Regions from separate parts of the Gossypium hirsutum genome. Here all the other regions are linked to region 1. Evidence: chromatin contacts called from public Hi-C data. All regions are on one chromosome and are shown on one strand. Each heading gives the region's core, a stretch centred on a gene start, on an enhancer-like site or on the middle of the called end of the contact. The rest is flanking DNA. Distances are from core to core; before and after follow the strand shown. Region 1 holds the start of LOC107886263 (protein NRT1/ PTR FAMILY 3.1). Region 2 holds the start of LOC107910680 (alpha-amylase 3, chloroplastic). Region 3 holds the start of LOC107944866 (ACD11 homolog protein).

The links. Hi-C and Micro-C count contacts between places; a contact is called where the count stands out from the background.
Region 2: a Hi-C map of leaf shows a contact between it and region 1, with 2.2 times the contacts expected there. The contact joins the promoter of LOC107910680 here to the promoter of LOC107886263 in region 1. A contact is called at or near these places in 2 of 34 Hi-C or Micro-C datasets (both in leaf).
Region 3: a Hi-C map of leaf shows a contact between it and region 1, with 2.1 times the contacts expected there. The contact joins the promoter of LOC107944866 here to the promoter of LOC107886263 in region 1. A contact is called at or near these places in 5 of 34 Hi-C or Micro-C datasets (callus and leaf).

Annotation. Positions count from the first base shown.
Region 1 is chrD02:38,646,021-38,650,425 of Gossypium_hirsutum_v2.1, reverse strand. It overlaps LOC107886263 (protein NRT1/ PTR FAMILY 3.1), which reads right to left and starts at 1,786. Exons shown (of 4, transcript XM_016810161.2): 1 at 1,281-1,786; 2 at 977-1,194; 3 at 120-679; 4 at 1-6. The coding sequence starts at 1,422.
Region 2 is chrD02:38,416,033-38,420,437 of Gossypium_hirsutum_v2.1, reverse strand. It overlaps LOC107910680 (alpha-amylase 3, chloroplastic), which reads left to right and starts at 2,468. Exons shown (of 13, transcript XM_016838630.2): 1 at 2,468-2,864. The coding sequence starts at 2,583.
Region 3 is chrD02:38,828,698-38,833,102 of Gossypium_hirsutum_v2.1, reverse strand. LOC107944866 (ACD11 homolog protein) reads right to left here and starts at 2,361. Exons shown (of 4, transcript XM_041088533.1): 1 at 1,980-2,361; 2 at 1,537-1,709; 3 at 1,065-1,210; 4 at 588-903. The coding sequence starts at 2,219. The coding sequence ends at 797. It also overlaps the pseudogene LOC107944865.

The sequences.
Region 1 (4,405 bases), core at 537-3,036:
AGAAATCTACACAGGTGGATTAGTCAGTTAGAATAGAAGTACGAGTTTAGATTTTCAATAGAAACTGAATAAATTTAAATCATATGATATGAAATCAGGGCAGGCAAGTGGCAACTTACTTGAGTTGCTTTGTATGGTGAAGCAAACCGTCTGTGGAAATGGATGCATCGAGCTCCTCGTTGACATACAAAAACTTAGGATCAGAAATCGAGGGAATCTTTCTCTTCCTAAAAGCGGCAACAGAGACCTGTAAGACACGAGTATGGGGACTGCCGGCAGGATCCAGATTTCGGTAAAGAGGGTAACCAATGAGGAATACAATTATGGACAAAGCCATGGCTAAGGTAGGAATTCCAAGGCCCCAGCTCCATCCTACATTGTCTTGAATATACACAAGCACAGTTGATGCCAGTAATATTGAGACTCCCAATGCAAAGTAATACCAATTAAAGAAAACCCACGTTTTCTTAGGCTGCGTAGGATCCTCCTCAACGAATTGCTCTGCCCCAAACGCCGCCACGCATGGCCGGATCCCGCCTGATCCTAAGGCTGCGAATAGAAGAGACAGGTAGAGAACAGCCATTTGACTCCCATTGGCTTCTTGGCAAACTTGGTCACCTGCACATGGCGGTGGCCGTAGCTGTGGCAGTGCTGCTGAGAGTGTTAGGACTATCATTCCCTGTTCACATCATCAGATCAGATGAGATCAGATTGTAGTTTTTTTAACAGACAAGAGACCGTCAATCTAATTAATTTTTCTTTTATGGAAAATCAGTCTAATTAATTTTGTCAATATTAGACACTTGCTTTTTTTACTAAAAAGAGAGATTGAATCATTTCTTGGAATGTTCCGACTATATAAGTAAACTGTAAAATTGATGCTTCTTGTCCTCCAACTACACACACAGGTAGGTAAATCGAAAACCCTCAGTATTCAGAACGGAAAATCTCTATGGAAAAAGGCAACCATTCTTACTGCTAGGTATATGGCCGTTGAGACAGTGATGGTCCAAAATTTCCCAGCATAGGAATCAGCAATGAAAGCCCCAAGCAATGGCGTCAAGCTCGAGGTACCATTGAAGTTGGTCACGGTGTTGGCTGCTTTTGTTAAGGGCATATGAAGCTGCTGTGTCAAGTAGTTAACCATGTTTTTACTGAAGCCCACCATTGCCAATTTCTCGCATATCTCGTTTACTGGAACATACACGATGAAGTAATTAGCCATACCAGAAATAAATAAATAAATAATCTAGGATTCCAACAGTTGTCAAAAAGCTTACGTAAGATGAAGGGCATCGTCTTAATTCCACCCTTTTCGTTATCATTGACAAATGCCTTGCTCTGCTTATCATCGGCATTTCCGGAAGTAGCAAAGCTATCTTTGTTTTCCGGAGTTGCAGTCGCCATGCTGTGGTTTTCCATAAAATTCAGCTAGCAAGCTCAATGTTTTGAAGGCTGCCCTACTTATCCAATGCGAAATTTGATACCATAAATGCGATTGGCCCTTGAGCGTGAACTTTGGTCAGAAGGATGAAGAAAAGAAAACAGAAACTTAACTTGCAAAGGTCAAACAAAGCAACAACAACAGAAACAAGACTCTTTCTTCGAGACTAACCTTGCCTTCCTTGGACTAAAGCTTATATAGTATACATTTTTTGTCGTTGTTCTCTTGTGTTCACTTTGCATTATTGGGATGGGAGAATGACTCACTCACGGAACTGCACACTTGATGTCATGTTCGAGAAATGAGCAAATAACAGTCGATTTAGGGGGTCTATTAATTATCGAAACGTATTTGTAATTTATTTTATTTTATAAATCCATAAAAACAAGGAGAGTGGTAGGGAGGGCAAATTACAAAAAAAAAAACCCTATTTTTTTTAAATTTATCGAAATGGGCTCGGTATTTTATTATTTACCGGAATGTGCCATTTTTTCCGAAATCGCGTCCACGTCAAATGTGAAAAGTGAAATTATATTTTGACCCAATTGAAAAGTGATAAAATTTTAATTTAATTTAGTTTTTAAAAATTAAAAAATATAAATTATTCAAATAATAAAATTACATTTTTTAGCATAAACATTAAAATTTAATTTTGATACCCTAAAAAATTTTTCTACCTTCACCTTAGGTAGTGAGATAATTTTTGAATTTTAATATTACAGTCATTCAATTATAGTCTCACAACAGTTCCACGTTGGTTGCCTTATTGATAATTAGATATCCTTGTTAAGTTCAAATCAATTTATGTAAAAGGTTTTAACTGGTGAAATGCTAGCTCAACGTATGGGGTAATATATAGATAAATAAATTTATAATTGCAGGGAGAGTCCAAAAATCTGAAAACCAAAAATTTTCTCATCTACTTCTGTTCTGTGTCGGAATTGTGAAAATAAAATAAGGGCGGAAAGATGACATTGCTTTAGCAGGTTTTGGTTATGTCGGTGAAAATTGAGGTTTTAATCTTTTGAGAATTTTAGTTGTAAGTTTTATAGTAAGTAAATTATATGAGGTGAGTTAATTATAAATGTAAATATGAAAATATATATAGAAAATTTTCAAACCATAATCAACGTATATATGCATAGACTACAATATATGTGGTAAGCAAAGCAAAAATTCAATAATAAGTAAATAGAGGAATGTTTTAAGCTTAATATAATATTTGATATTTGAACTTGATAATTTTTTTTAATTTGACATTTAAAATTTTTGTTGTCTAATTTAGTATCTAAACTTGATACCTTTTACTTTTTGAGAGTTCAGTTTGGTACTTAAACTTCACTCTTTTTCCTAATTTGGTACTTTTTTTTCCATTTGGTACTTGTAAACGTTTTACAAATTACTCCAATACACTAACAATATTATTTTTTTTATGAAGTAGTAAAAATAATCAATGTATGACTGACATGTTACAGATGATATGATATTTTTTGTATTTTATATATTCAATTTCTTTTAGTTTTATTTACTTAATTAATTATTTTACTAATTGAAATAATGTATTTCTTTTAATTTGGGATTTTAAAATTATTTTTCTTATTTAATATTAATTCATTGAGCATAGCCCAATACCTATTTTTTTAACATGAATTTCTTCTAATATTGACAATATTTTTGTAGCATAAAAAAAATTTAACACCGTTAGTATTTTGCGTAATTCGTATTACATTTAATAAATTTAGGTATTAAATTGAACCTAAAAAAAGCTTAAGTACCAAATTAGAAAAAAAAATGCTAACTTTAAGTACCAAATTGGCCCCCAAAAAAGTTTAGGTACCAAATTAGGAAAAAATTCAAGTTCAAATACCAAATTGTGCAAAAAAAAAAATTAAGTACTAAATTAAGAAAAAATGTTAAGTTTAAGTACCAAATGTTATATTAAGCCAATGTTTTAATTATTTACTTATAATGATAAGCAAAACAAAGTAAAAATTCAATAGTTATCAATTTACCATTTAAATTACTTTATAAAATTCATATTTATTATCATATTTCTTAAAAATTTCTTGATTCATTTTATTGTAGTCAAATATATAAATGTTTCATAATAATGTTATACACGGCAATAATGGCAAGCGAAGCAAAAATTTTGATGTTTATGTTCACTTTATTATTGTTAAAAACAATTATGGAGAAATTGGAATAATGATTATTAACGAAAAATTGGACTCAAACTAACTAATGGTAATTAAGGAAAATTGGACTAATGATAATTAAGGAAAGAAAAGAAAAGAAAAATCAGTATTCAACCATACATGAGTGCCTATAAGTACCATTCTTGCACGATAAATGAACACATTAAACGGATGATTAAGTTAAATGTAGTATAAAGTGTTAAAAATAAAAAATTGGAAATTTGGCATCGGGGAGTGCCCACTTCCTCCTCACCAAATTTGTGGGGAGGTAATTTTCATATTTAGGTGTTGGCAATTTATTAAATCTTATATTTGGGATATGTTGACTATTTGATGAATATTTACCCCGTTAATGAATATTAAACTGCTAGGGAATTCAAATATCTGTAATTTATTTAGATCGAAATTCCTTAATGCAATCTCTTGGATTAAGAACTTTAGATTGGATCTTGATTGTGATGTTGAGCCGCCAATAGTCCATATTTATTGTGTATCGTATTATTTCATTGAATGTAATGCCATGAATTCATTTACCTTATTCAATCCATATTGCTCAATGCAAAAGAAAAGGGTAATGACTTAGACACGAAGAAGGGGTACTTACTCCATTTACACAGACAAACCAACTCAAAGTAATAACAATGAACATCCATCACTCATGTGCAAACATATCATCTTTATAGAATGTGGATACTTACCATGAACAAAAATATAAACAAAGGCATTACACACGCACATGGAAGTAAGAAGGAACTCTCTAGAAAAT
Region 2 (4,405 bases), core at 1,219-3,718, 230 kb after region 1:
CGTGCAAAAAACTGGTTTCCCTCAGGTATGTTTTGATCAACGATGATAGAGGACCAAGTAGATTACAAATATGGCATTGCAAAATTCGTCCTCCGCCTATTTACATAAAAGTTATAAAAAATATTAAGTTCAATTATAACTATGAAAAAAAAATTAAAATTTATTAAAATTAATTCTTACCATTTGTAATTGGTTAACAGAGATATACTTGTTATCAAGATGGATCCCAACCATTGCTAAATATATAATTGAACATGAACAAATTTTTAATAAAAATGCTATTTCTTGAAATTACTAATAAAAATAATAAAAACCAGAATTGAATAAATGTATCTAGGGAGAATTCACTTTGCCTTTGAAGTGACTACTCCCTAGATACGCACATCATGATATATTTTTTTAATTGATTCAATTTAAAGAAGACTTAAAGTTAAGGATTTATCAATCGGTAATGTTGCTCCAATACCCAACCAAAGGGCTATTGCAGTACCAATAAAAAAACGGTTGTCGCTACTGGACAACAAAATGGATTATGGAATTTATTAACATTTTCCAAAAATGGTATAGTTAATAATCCCACGGGTACTAAAACCATTAAAAGAACACTCAATAACTTGTTAGGTAATGTACAAAGTATTTGAGAGGTTTTTGAGATATTTGAGAGATTCAGGAAAGAATTATGAGAATTGTGTTGTGAGAAATGTGTGTGGGGGGGGGGAGTTATACTTTTTTTTTTTACCATTGGGCTCCAACCGCTAGTTCAAATAGTTGTTTGAGTTAACTGTTGGAGCACGGGCAAAAGTGCGCCTACGTGGAAGCGCTTTACTAAAGTGCACTGACATGGGCGCGTTTTACTGGTCATCAAGGAAAAAAGCACTGAGCTAGACACGCTTTTCTGTGTTCTCCTGAAAATGACGCTAGCTCAACGCGTTTTAGGGAAATCGATCATCTCCAATCATTTTTGAATAAAACGGCCTATTTCTGTAATTCTTTTTTTAGAAATGGGCTTTTTCTTGTGATTTAATCATTGATTTCTATAAATAATTTATTTTAACAAAATTTGGTTGATATATAATATCAATGATTGGAGTGACGAAAAATTATTGCACATGAAGAGATGAGAGAGAGAGGGGAGGAGGGAGGAGGTAATTCCAAAATTGGAATAGTCCATTGGTCTGCATTCCAATTGCTCACTCTTTTAAAATTTCTTTATTCTTATAATAATATGGGTAAACTATAAATATGACCATTTAGTTATACTTTTCCTTCTATTTTGGTCACTCAACTAATAATTTTTTAAATCTAGTCATTAAACATTTTGAAGTTAAATATTTTGATTACTTTGAGCTAATGTGGGTTTTTGTTTGGTCTAGTAACAAATTTAACCCTCTAATGTTTATACATTCTATCAATTTGATACTAAATATAAAGAATTCAACAAACTTAGCTCTCAATGTTTACAAAATTTGTCATTTTGATTATAATTTTAAAAAAATTCTATAAATTTGACTATCAACATTTACAAAACCTATTAATTTAGTCTTAACTTTAAAAGGTCAAAAATATTAAAAAAAATTCATTTTTAGCCCTTTATAACCCATCGGCTAACTCAAGATATTAAAATAAGAAAAAGAGTACCCTCTTTCAAGTTACTTGCAAAAAAAAAAAACTTTAGAAAGTTGGGATAAAACATTAAAAAAAATTAAGATGAAAAAACAAAGACATTAAAAACATTATTTGCTCGAGTAGTAATGCAACAAATTATTCTAGATAGGTTCTAAATCAATTGGTTTGGTGTAGTGAGAAGCCTAAATTATAAAAGAAATTGCCGCAAGTGACTTGAAAGAGATACTCTTTTTCTTATTTTAATATATCACATAGTTTAGTTGATGGGTTATAAATAGTTAAATTGATTTTTTAAAAATATTTTTTTAATTTTTAGAGTTAGGAATGAATTGATAGGTTTTGTAAATATTAAGGGCCAAATTTATTGAATTTTTTAGAATTAGAAATAAAATGATCAATTTTGTAAATATTAAGAGCTAAATTTATTATTTCTTTTATATTTAAGATTCAAAATAATAGAATATATAAATATTAGAGGACTAATTTTATTACTAACAAAAAAACACATTAATTTAGAGTGACTAAAATATCAAAAAATTAATAGTTGAATGATTAAAATAAAATGAAAAACATAATTGAGTCAGATTTTTATAGTTTACCTAATAATAAAAAATTATGGTAGAGAATGTTAAAAAGATAACCACAAAAGGGAAAGTGCTTTAACGATCTCTCTCCTTCCAAATCTCCAAGTATGGGATAAATTTACGTTCCAATGAAAAGTGGGTATTTTTAGATTTACGAAATTGGTGGGGATCACCTCAATCACTATTATCAACTTCATCTAAATTAATTATTCTTATTTTATGACGAAACAACTAACATGTTAAGGGTAAAATATTTGTACTGATACAAAGAAAACAATAATCCCAGACTTCATCTATTTTACGAGTTTCTCTAACAATCAAAAAAGGAAATATCAAAATCTACCTATCTTCCATTTCGATTTCCGCCCAACCATGGCCACCCTTGCCGTCGGTTCCCTTCTCCAAAACCCTAGGCTATCGTCTCCTCGCGGACAAAAGTTGTTGTTAAACTTAAAGCCTCTTCGCTCATTGGATTTGGATTGTTCTCCACATAGAAAGCTTCTCTGCTCTCGTGGTGCTTGCTTCTCTAACTCCAACCCTTGCGGGAAGTTTTATATCGTTAAAGCCAGCTCAACTGATACAGCTCCTATTGACACCTTTTCTTCCGCTGACATCTTGTACGAACAAACTTTTCCCGTCAACCGAATTGAAAAGGTTTTTCATCTTCATATTTATTTTTATACGTATATGTATATGTACATGCATACATGTATATTTATATGTTTTTTGAGAGTTGTGCTTGATGTATATTGCGTGTGTGCATGTTGTTGGCATATATACTTTTGATTTAGCATTTTTGGTTCCCATTTGGTTGCCTAAAAACAAAGAAGAAGAAAAACTTATTGAATTGAAGTTGATTTCTATACTCGGATGCTTGGTGATTGAGAAACTTTCTGGAGGAAAAAAAGATGGATGGTTTAATTACGTGATGTAACTTCAAATCCGAGACAGGAAGAAGGTAGAGAAAAGAAGAACAGAGAGAACAAAGAGATTTCTGCAATTTCCTTGTGTGATTTTAATATCGTTTTCCTATTACAAGCCATGCTTAAAAAGAAAAATAAAGAAAAGATAAACGTGGTAAATTCAGTTATAACAATACTCACCGTTTAACTAAAGTCCTACGCATCGCTTTTGCTAAATTATTCTCAGTATTAAACTCACCGTTTTACTAAAATGAAACTCACTGTTTTAAGACCCTTTTACTCTCTATTTTCTTACTTAGCTTTTCACCCCGTAACAAGTACCGCCTCCCAAGAAAAGGATTCTTGTCCTCAAGGATGAAAGTGAGGAAATTTTTCTAAAAGTAGAGGTAAGGATTACCATGTTGCATCTTCAGTAAAAGAGTCGATTTATTCAACCAAAACTTCAGTAACAGCTTGATTCCCTTTTTTAACTATTCTTCTGTCAAAAATTTTAATTGGTTCTTTTTGCAGTGCCCTATGAGCATCAACCAAGGGTAGTTGAGCTTGAGTAGGAGCAGATCCTATATGTTTCTTTACCTGAGAAACGTGAAATGTTGGGTGAATACAAGATCCTAGAGGTAATTGTAGAGTACACGCCACTTCTCTCACTTTCTTAATCACAGGAAAAGGTCCGTAGTACTTAGGAGATAATTTTTTATGAAGAACCTTCCTAACTGTCTGTTGCCTATAAGCTTGCAGTCGCAAGTATACCAAATCACCAACTTGAAAGCTCCTCTCAGACCAATGTTTGTCAGCTAACTACTTTATAAGAGACTGGGTTCTTTTGAGATGGAATTGCAATAGCTTTCTTGCGGCCTCTCGAGCCTGTAGGCTTCTATCAACCACTACCACTGATGAGACCCTTGCTAAGTAAGGCATGTGTTGAGGTGGTGGTTGTCCATACAAAGCTTCATACGGGGTAAGCTGAATGGAGGAGTGAAAAGAAGAGTTATACCACCACTCTGCAAAGGGTAACCAACTAAACCAATTTGCAAATGTCTCTCTAGTCATGCATCTCAGATAGTTCTCAAGACACCAATTTAGTACCTCTTTTTGACCATCTGTTTTAGGATGGTATGTTGTGGATGATAGAATTCTGGTACCAGTTTTTCGAAATAATTCTTGCCAAAATCCACTAACAAAAATTCTGTCTCTGTCTGATATAATTGAATCAGGCATGCCATGAAGTTTATAAATATGATTCAAGTACTCTTGTGCTACATCTTTAGCTAT
Region 3 (4,405 bases), core at 1,112-3,611, 180 kb before region 1:
GAGGAGGTGGTGAACGCGTTCAAGTCCTCTTCCATATATAGTGGTTGCTCCATTACATGAGAATCAAACAGTTAGGATTTTTAATTCAAAATTATATTGCCCTATACTGCGCCACATAGTTACGTTAATTCGCTAAACCCCATTGTCACTTTATATAACTTCCTCGTCAACAAATAAACTAACTTTAAAACTTAGAGAAATGATGTTTCCAAATGTTTTAACCAATTCCTAAACTCTTAGCACAGAGACCTCTGCTTACACCTGAGTGCGGACCTTTACCTTTTCCACCCTTTCTAGAAAAAAAAACCTAAACTTTACGCTTTTTTCTTATAATAATATCCATAAGAAAACCTGCAGAGACAAATCTAAAAAGGCAAATAACAGTTTTTTTTTTTTTTGCAATCAACATTGCTATTGTTGCTGTTAAGTGCTTCGTGCGATCCTATCGTAATTCTTTGAACATAGCTAATTAATTAATAATATTTGGAATAGGGAGTTGTTTATCTGGAAAAAATATCTGAGTTTTCTTTTGATTTCTTATATGAGTACACACAATTAAAAATGTAAAGCAAAATGAACTTTGAAACTAATTAATAATATAGTATATGTCATAGACTGTTGTTCTGTTGCTGCACAAAATCTAAGATGCAAAATAGCAACTAGCTAGAACAAAATAACATATTGTAGAAAAAATTTATGTATATATATTAATTATAATAAAGTAGTATATGTTACTGGTTGAATAAAATATCCATGGATATCCTTCTCTGACACTCTGCCCAGTTGATAATATTAGTCACCAGTCCAAGGCGATCTTCCTAGAACTATAAAGCTTATCAATGTATGCTATTACTGGGCGCGATGCTTCGATATACCTTCTCATTTTCTTCTCTGCTGTATGATCTGCACACACACACACACACACACACACACACACATATATAGATTAAAAAGTATAAGGAAAAGAAGAGAATACATGACGATGATCAAAGTTATTTTGCGAAAGATATTAAGCATCCATTCCATATGCTATGTTGCTCTCTCCTCAACATATAGGAACTCACCTGTTTCATTGAGCTTCTGTAAAAGTTCTTCCCTTGTTGGAAGAGTATACATTCCAGCAGAAACCGCAGTCCTGACGGCCCATGTGTGGTATGGTGCACACACTTGAGAATAAGCTGTTGAAGCTGCATCCTTCAAATAGTAATCACTACAATTTGAAACCAAATAAATAATAATAAGGAAGTTGAAGCATGAAATGGTGACATGAAAAAGGAGAGTTACATTCCATATGTGCATTGTAGTGTGTATTTTATCAAGGAAACAGAGAGGAAAACAAAATTTTCAGCTAATCCCATGTTGATTATGGTCTAAAGCCTCTGCCTTTAGTCTCCTAATCTCGGTTTCAGGTGTCATTTTTAGAATTTTGCCATAGTAAAAAAGGGTCACAGGCATATCAAACGTTACACAACTTGTAAATACTACAAATTTCTCTTGAAATCAAGAGAAAAAAAACGATGGAAGGGCGAGACATACTCGGTTGACATAAATTCTTCAAATAAAGCCCGGATGAGGTCAAGACCCTGTCTAACTCGCCGCAGATTACGTGAATGGCTTCCTGGTTTTTTCACCGTGTCATTAGCAACATCACGATCAAGTACATTTTCTAAAGTGGTATACGTCTTGGATGCTTCCACAAGATCATGTACCTTATCAAAGCATTAATCATTTCATTACATCACGGCATTGAGAATTTGTATAAAAACAAATGCAAACCACAAGAAAATAGACCTTGATGAAATGCTGTATTGTATATGGATGTTAACAACATCAGAAAATCTGTCTATACGCTATCTACAATATTTAAGTTTACATTGATTGATTGGCATCAATTATACATATAATAAGGTTTCTCAATGCAAATCCTGACAGCCTAAAGAAACATGATTCCAGTTTCTAGCAATGTAAAGGCAATGAACCTTGGCGACGTACTCCATCTCGGCGAATTTGAAGGCGAGGCCGAGGCAGCTAAAAAGAACAGAAACCAGAGAACATGCTTCACAGAAATTATCCAACCGAAGTTTTTGATCCTTAGTCTGAGATCCCAAGAATCCCGACAGCTCCTCAAACGCCTTCGCTATATCCGACAGAGGCGTTTTAGTTGTCATGGACATCTTGGTTTGAGAATGATTAAAACCATTATCTGCACCTTCATCCATGGCTTATATCATAACTATCTTTAATTTTTGTTCTTTAGGATTCCCAATTCGCTTTGAAACCGTCCAACATTTTGAATTTTCATCAAGAAAAGGTAAATTGGACTAGTGTTTTACGTGTCTCGGATTCATTTATTTTCTTTCTCTTGTCTAAACATGACAAGTGTTGTGGGGGATATTTAGAGGTCACACTACAAACACGGTCCGCCACTTGGTTTTCGACTTTTGTGGGAAAAGGAAAATTCCAACACATTTGTGGTCCTTTTGCTTCCTTGTCGTTACTCGTTGCTTTCTTAATCGTCTGTTTGATGGGGATGGATGGGTCACAATAAAATTCGGTCCAAATGCAGCTGGTAACTCCCTTGAGCAATTATCGTCATTGGATATGTTGAAAACTTAACAGATCACGTCCCTTGTACCATCGATTTTCATAATTAATACAAACTAAATTTGAATTTTAAAGAGCAAGGAAATATAAGACTTGAACCTGGAATGAGTATATTCTTGTTTGTCTTGCTTTTGCTTGGTTGCTTGTCTATCGATATATTAAAGGATCTGATTGACTAACAAGTGTTGAGCTCCCAAGATAAAAGAAGAAGAAGAAGTGATTGGACTTGGTAAACCATAATTAAAAACAGAAAAAGAGATAGTTTACTAAAATTTCAACCTTTATTTTTATTTTTATTTTGATACGGTCATTGCTACGACTAGAACCTGGGAATGCATGGTGGAACTAAGAATGCAAGATGAATGAAACAAGCAGTTTCTTGAGCTTGAAGGCTCGATACTTGCTGTACAAACAAAAACGGAATCGGGCTTGAAGAACAAGAGAAAGCAAAGAACTAAGAGAGAATTTGATGAAGAATTCTGATAATTTCATTGACTGATGAATGAAGGTACAAAGCCATTACATATATCAATCCATAAGCTGGTCAAAAATTAGCAAATGTCACCTAAACATTTACCTAACACCACTAAACTACATTGAAACTTGTTAAACATAACTCGTACATTTTGCAAAGCTGATTTATCAGCTCAAACTTCACCTAATTACATCAAACATTTTACCAACTTAGTTCAAGACAAACTAAATTACAAAATACTGATTGAAGTAACAAAACAAAACAGTAGCAGAAGCTTCAACTGCAACTTCATGGCACCGGCTGCTTGCTCTGCTTCTTCATGCTGCATGTGCTGCATGGAAGCCAACTTCAACAATGCAAAATAATCAAACCTTGCATGCAGCTTCTTTAGATTCAGCGTCTTTGGTAGGGGTTTGAATGGGCTTATAAGTATAGAGTTTGGCACAACAGATATAATAAAGAAGATTAACCACTTGCAAGCCGGTGATCAACCAGTAAAATAACTCCAATTTCCCCTTGTTTAAATTGTTATCTGGGAGCCAATTTGATCCGTCAGGTTTAGCACTATATTTGTGCACTAAAGAGACCAGCAACGTACTCACATAATTCCCAACTGAAATTGCAGTCCAGAACAAAGCAGTAGCACTGATCCTCATGCTTTCTGGTGACTGATCATAAAAGAACTCCAAGTTTCCAATTGACATGAAAGCCTCAGCTATTCCATGTAGACCGTACGGAGGCACGAGCCAAAGACTGACATGGGGATGATAGAATGAGGCTTGTCCTCAAGCCCATGTGCCACAGCTGCTTGTTTACGCTTCACTTCTATGAACCCTGCTACGAGAGTGGCTAATACTGAGATCAAAAGCCCGATTCCCATCCGGCGCAAGAAGGTGATGCCGCGGTCCACCCCTGTGAACCTTCGGGCAATGCGGATTAAAAAGCGGTCGTACAAGGCTATGGTGGAGAGCATGGCGAGCATGGTGAAGACAGACATGGAACCAGCAGGGATTTGGAAGGAGTTGGTGAGGTGCCTGTCCATGGTTTTGGCTTGTTGGAGGGAGAATGTGCCTTGCTGAGCATAGGCTGTGATGAGGAGGATTCCTGATGCCCATATTGGTCCCATTCGGATCAAAGATTTCAATTCCTCCACTCGATGAACACTGTTTAGTCTCCATAGATTTGGAGCTTTTACATTATCTTCTTCAGTCACAATGGCTGTCTTGTCAAGAAGTCTGCAACGCACCACTGACCATATACATTGAGTTTTCAAAATTTTATTCCAGTGTCACAGGGCTGATAATTTATTTATGGTTGTGGGCAACC